Linked DNA regions of Mus musculus: region 2 is linked to region 1. The links are chromatin contacts, called in public ChIA-PET maps. All regions are on one chromosome and are shown on one strand. Each heading gives the region's core, a stretch centred on a gene start, on an enhancer-like site or on the middle of the called end of the contact. The rest is flanking DNA. Distances are from core to core; before and after follow the strand shown. Region 1 holds the start of Pgm2 (phosphoglucomutase 2). Region 2 overlaps Tbc1d1 (TBC1 domain family, member 1).

What was found. ChIA-PET counts read pairs in DNA pulled down with a chosen protein or histone mark.
Region 2: an RNA polymerase II ChIA-PET map of memory CD8 T cells shows a contact between it and region 1, with 155 read pairs. The contact joins the enhancer-like site here to the promoter of Pgm2 in region 1. A contact is called at or near these places in 4 of 39 promoter capture datasets (the C10 cell line, the HPC-7 cell line, cranial neural crest and 1 more), 2 of 484 Hi-C or Micro-C datasets (bone marrow-derived macrophages and differentiating embryonic stem cells), 5 of 115 datasets of contacts at active chromatin or transcription factors (embryonic stem cells, large pre-B cells, memory CD8 T cells and 2 more) and 4 of 9 other capture datasets (adipose tissue, embryonic stem cells, liver and 1 more).

The regions. Positions count from the first base shown.
Region 1 is chr5:64,091,549-64,094,248 of GRCm38.p6, reverse strand. It overlaps Pgm2 (phosphoglucomutase 2), which reads right to left and starts at 1,310. Exons shown (of 14, transcript NM_025700.3): 1 at 1,161-1,310. The coding sequence starts at 1,265.
Region 2 is chr5:64,296,012-64,298,711 of GRCm38.p6, reverse strand. All of the region lies in intron 14 of Tbc1d1 (TBC1 domain family, member 1), which reads right to left. Among named protein-coding and RNA genes, the nearest start is that of Gm38634, 40 kb to the right of the region's middle. Within about 2 kb of position 1,446, at least 169 of the 459 cell types and tissues checked have an H3K27ac peak or open chromatin away from gene starts, as enhancers often do. A contact at or near this core is called in adipose tissue, bone marrow-derived macrophages, liver and 2 more, where this site is marked.

The sequences.
Region 1 (2,700 bases), core at 61-2,560:
ACAACAAAGCAAAACAAAACCTCCCATGAGGCGCTAGCACTGCCATCCTGTTTCCAGGATGGCCTGACTATTCATTTTCTAGGTGTGAGCGAGCAAAGGCCTCTGCTGAGCCTTCCAGCCTCTATCCAGTCACCAAATGTTTCAGGGACCAACTATAGACATGCAGTACGGCACTACGGTACTACGGTACTATAGACCACGGAAAGCAGCAGAGACACACAGCACCAGCTACATAATTTTCAGGGGGGGCCAGTGCACAATTAGAACGAAAGACTCCGTGTTTAACAATAGAGAATCTCAAAGTAGTGCTTTAAAATACGGCTTGGGCCCTTCCCTGAGTACAGGTTCAGTGGATCTGCGTGGGTCTCACCTCCTGAAGTCAGCCCTGGATACCGACAAATTTTAAACAAACAAGCCTGTAAGGGATTGTCTTTCAATTCCAGGAAGAGCAGGGAACCAAAGGCCTGGGCTGTCTAGAGAGAGAGTTTGAGTTGCACTTGGGAGACAGGAAAGATCCGCTAAGTTCACACAGGAAAAACGACAAGAGAAATAAAGTCAGCAGAACACCGGCAAGAGGAACATTGCGGGAAAGCAACAGGACACGCGAAAGCACAGGTCAGAGAGAACTTGTAGAGGGCAAAGGAAGTGATGTCCGGAGCTGGCCGACTGACTAAGACATTACAGGGGAAAGGCGCAGCTGGGGCCAAAGCGTTCCCTGTCACCTTCCCAGTGGAGTGTATGTTCTCTGGAAAACTCCCTGTCAGCCTGGCCCATCAGGGACCCGGTAGTATCCATGAAATCAGAAAAGGTGGTCTGGACTGTGGAGAAGTCCAGGTCCCGGGAAAGGCGGGACAGAGCGGATTCTGAATGGATGAAGATGCTCAGCCCATCACAGAACCTCAAAAACCTTCTCGTGCGTGGACTACCCCGGGTCCCAGGCCCGCTACATTCACTCTCCACCCCACTCCCCGCCCCCCAGCTCGCTCCTCTACCGGGTCTAGCAGCCGGGCGAGCCACACAGCTGTCTCCAGTCCCGCAACAGCTTATGCCGAGCAGGCACCGTGTGGCGAGGCAGGGAAGGAAAGAAGGAAGCTGGGCCCGGCTCCCTGCCGGACAAGCCACGGCGCCCGAGAACCGAAGAGCCGGAGATCGGCCCTTACCTGGTCCCAACGCAGCCACTGCGCGGTCTCCTGGTCCAGTCGCGCGTCCATACCCAAGCCACTGCCTTCCGGAGCCGGTGTCTCTGTCGGTGTCGCCGCCGCCATCCCGCAGCAGTCACAACCGGGCGGAGGAGGCCGGGTCACCCTTCTGGAGGGGCGGGGAGAGGGCGGGGAAAGAGGCGTAGTCAGAGAGCCGGAGGGAAGAGGACGTGCAGCAGCCCCGCCCGGTTCCAGACTCGCCATTAGTGGGTGTGCTTCCCGGAGGGCCAGGCAATTGGGGAGTGCTTTGTTGTTAGGAGAGCTGGAGGCTCGCCTTACTCTAGTCTCCTAGGCCCTACATACCCAGGGTCCTCCAGCAAACATCAAGTATGCATTTGGTGCCCATCACACCTGAGATGCTAGTCTGACTGCGCTGGGAAGCAGAGCACATTGGCGCAGGCCAGTAGCCACATGGCAGAGGCAGGCAGGTCTCTGTGAGTTAGAGGCCAATCTGATCTACATAGTGAACTCTAGACTAACTAGGGGTACATAGGGAGATCCTATCTCAAAATGTAAATTAAATTAGAGAATAGCAGAGGGGGAAACAAATCTTGAAAAAGAAGAGCCAAGTGGGAAATAAATCAAATAGACCAACGAGCCAGAAATGAGATAACACTTGCAAAGACAGTTTATGTCAGAAGAGCAACCGGAAGGACGAGTTGTAATTTCAAGGCACCGGGTCAACTGGATTTTCACACTAGAAAATGTAAAAAGAATGTCGACTCATCCGCCTGAGGTCGCCACACACAAACGAGAATTCCAGGTCAGCTGGGTGATGTATGTGCACACCTGGCTGGGCACGGGGAAGCACAAGCAAGAATGGTTCTGAGCCGCACATGATGCCTTCCTCGCTCCTGCAGTCCCGACTGTTGGGACTGTTGTGAGTTCAGGGCCTGGCCTACAAAGTGAGTTCCAGTTCACCGTGGGTTCCAGTGTGAGATCTCGTCTCAACAAGCAAACAAACAAACAAACAACCCTAAAACGAAAGAAAAAACAATTAAACAAAAAAAATCCAAAGCAGTTAAGAGCACGGGTTGTTCTTCCAGAGCACCTAAGTTTGATTATCAGCACTAGCATGGCTGCTCAGGATGGTCTGAAACTCCAGTTCCAGGGGATCCTGCATCCTTTTCAGACCTCCATTGTCATATATATCCATGGTGCATAGACATGTATGCAGGCAAAATACAAACATACACACACACACACACACATACACACACACAACTTTTTAAAAGGTTTCTAGCAGATTTAGTCGCAAAAAGCTCCAACCATACACATCCAGATTGCCAACAATAGAATGGATAAATATGTAGTGGTATATTCATTCTAAATCATATACATAAATGATGATCGATAAGCCATGAGTTACACAGCCCAGTGAGAATGAAGAACTGTATACAACTTCATGGATGTAGCTCACAACCATCCCATAGAGTGAAAGAATTCAGACCTCTGACAGACATTGGGTCTGACAGACACTGACTAAGAAAAGCACAAAGAA
Region 2 (2,700 bases), core at 197-2,696, 200 kb before region 1:
AAGACTCTCAGGGAGAAAGTCCCAGGAGGAGTACAGGGAAGAAATGTGTGAGCAAGGGAAGAGTCAGAAAAGCCATGGCTAGGGAACAACCGGAATTCCACAGGGACCTTTATCTAAGTCGCTGCTGGACCGCAGGCCTGAGTGGCTCACAGCTGTAGCCAGGACCTCTGCTGCCCTCCTCCCCCGCCCACCTGCCTTGTGGGTATATGTCGCTGAAATTCTAGTCCCGCCCACCTATTACACAATGCTTATCTGGGTGTGATCTAAGGCTGGAATCCATGAAAGGAAGCCTGTGAGTTGGGAAACACTTTTGTGCTTGCTCGGAAGAGGGGATGAGGAAGTTTAAGCATAGAGGGATGCTATGAAACAGAAGTTTAAACTAGTGGACCCAGTCCTTGCCCGACTCCTATAATGTTCAGCTTGTTAAATGTGAAATTGTGGCCTCTCTCCATGGAAAACACAGCACTAAGGCTTTCCTGACCAGGCAAACATCCTGGACATATCAGCTTAAGAGACAGCATCGTCCTTAGGTATCCGCAACTGTTGAGGCAGCTGGCAGACTGAGGCAACCAAGCAAATGGCCACACATAGTCTAAGGGACCAGAAGATGTCTTTTTGACAATATGACTCTTCTGCAAAAATGACAGCCTCTGTGATGTTAAGTGTGAGCTGAACATAGGTGTGGCAGTAAAGCCTATAATCCAAGCACTCAGGAGGACTTCTGAGGTCAAGGCTGGTCTGGCCTACACTGCAAGAGTTTGTGTCAGAAAACAAAGCTGAACAATGTGGCTGCCATTTGTAGGGGAGGTGCCTACTTTTGTTTTCTAAATCCCCAAAGAGAAGAGGCTGTCTGCATCCTATGTGATTACAGCTTCCACTGACTGGTCCACATCCCTCCTATCAGGTAGACGCTGTCATTACTCTATGCTATACCTGCATATCTATGGAGGACATCGCAAAACCAGTGTTAGCCACACAGGTCACAGAGGAGCCACAATGGGGTAATCACCTCACTAGACTGACCACTAGCAAATTAACCAGAAAATAGCAAGAGAAGATGTGTGTGTGTGTGTGTGTGTGTGTGTGTGTGTGTGTGGAACCCTAGGGCACCGGGAAAGCACCAATGCTGTGAAAAGAGTGTGGCACATTAAAAATACAAGGGTCATTTGGTCAGGCGCCTCACTTCTGGCATTTGCACCAAGGTTCACAGTTAGTCACAACTGCTAAGAAATGGGTACTAAAAAAGGCCAGTCAATATAAGTAAGCAAAACCACACGTGGCACACAAAACACTGCAGGTATAATTTGACCTTGAAAGGGAAAACCTGCTATGAGCTAGCAAGAGGAAACTACTTAAATAAACTTGAAACAAGAAGACAAAGGCTGCCTTTCACAGGAACCATGTAAAGTAGCCACATTCATAGAAATAGAAAGTAGAACAAAGGTTAGTGTGGGCTGGGGACAGGGGAGGGTGCTAATGGCTTTAAGGGTTTCACTTTTACAAGAGGAAACTCACAACCAAAGCTGAGCATCTCAGCCGCTTCGAGGTGTAAGTGTGTGTTTTACACACAAACCAATGCCAGGGCACTACTCTGATCTGCGAGTACCTCCAAGGTCACGCAAGTACCTCCAAGGTCACCAAGTACCTCCAAGGTCACCCAAGTACCTCCAAGGTCACACAAGTACCTCCAAGGTCACCCAAGTACCTCCAAGGTCACCCACTTTCTCTCAAATGGCCAGAAGCAAATTATTATCACAGCGGGTCTTAGTAACCAGCATGGAATCTTACTTTTTAGTTTTTTTCCTTTTAAACAAGTCTTGCAATGTGGTACAATCTGCCCTTGAACTCTCTGCTCCTCCTGCCTCAGCCTCCAGAGACTATGGGAGTGCCCTCTCACACCAGGCCTAGAGTTTTGCTTTGCTTTGAAAACAAAGGCTTGCAGGCTGGAACGGGGCAGTGGAAAGAGCCTACAGATTCCCCTCTGGAGCACCACAGCTGGGAAGGGGAGGAGGGCATGAGAGGAAGAGGCCCGGCATGAGGAAGACTTCTGTAAGCCCGCGGCCTCCCAAAGGTCCCATCACTTTGACATCACAGCAGTCCAGAGCTCAGCATCTCCGTGTGGATGTGTGTGGAAAGTTCCCCGTTCTTTTCTGAAGACTCCCACTTCTGCCTTGTGTGGGAGGCCTGAGCTCTGAGGAGCTGTGCAATGCTGCCCCCTCACAGCTCCACAGTGACCATAACACATCTGACACAACAAGGAGCTGAGATAGGGACCAGGCACGGAGCTGAGAGGAGACAAGCAGGGCAGCCCCGCTAGCCCATGCTAGACCATGCTAGCCCATCTCCAAGCATCTGACAGGCTACTCTGTAAATGGTCCCCAAAGAACACTGATCCCAGACTCTTCTAAGTAAAGGACAAATGAAGACTGCTGTGAGCACTGGAGCTATTAAAGGACAAATGAAGACTGCTGTGAGCACTGGGGCTATGGGTCTCGGTCTTCTCATATATAAAGTGAGGCACTATAAGAATTTTCTTGTTTTGTTTAAACATGAAAAAAAAATTCCAGGCTATCAAGAAGAACTTTTTACAATCTATAGCCTTAGGGTATTGATGACAAGATTTAATCAAGTACAAAAAGAATCTTTCCACCTTGCTTACCATCAGTGTCTGTAGAAATGGCTTGGTGCTAAGAGCATGTA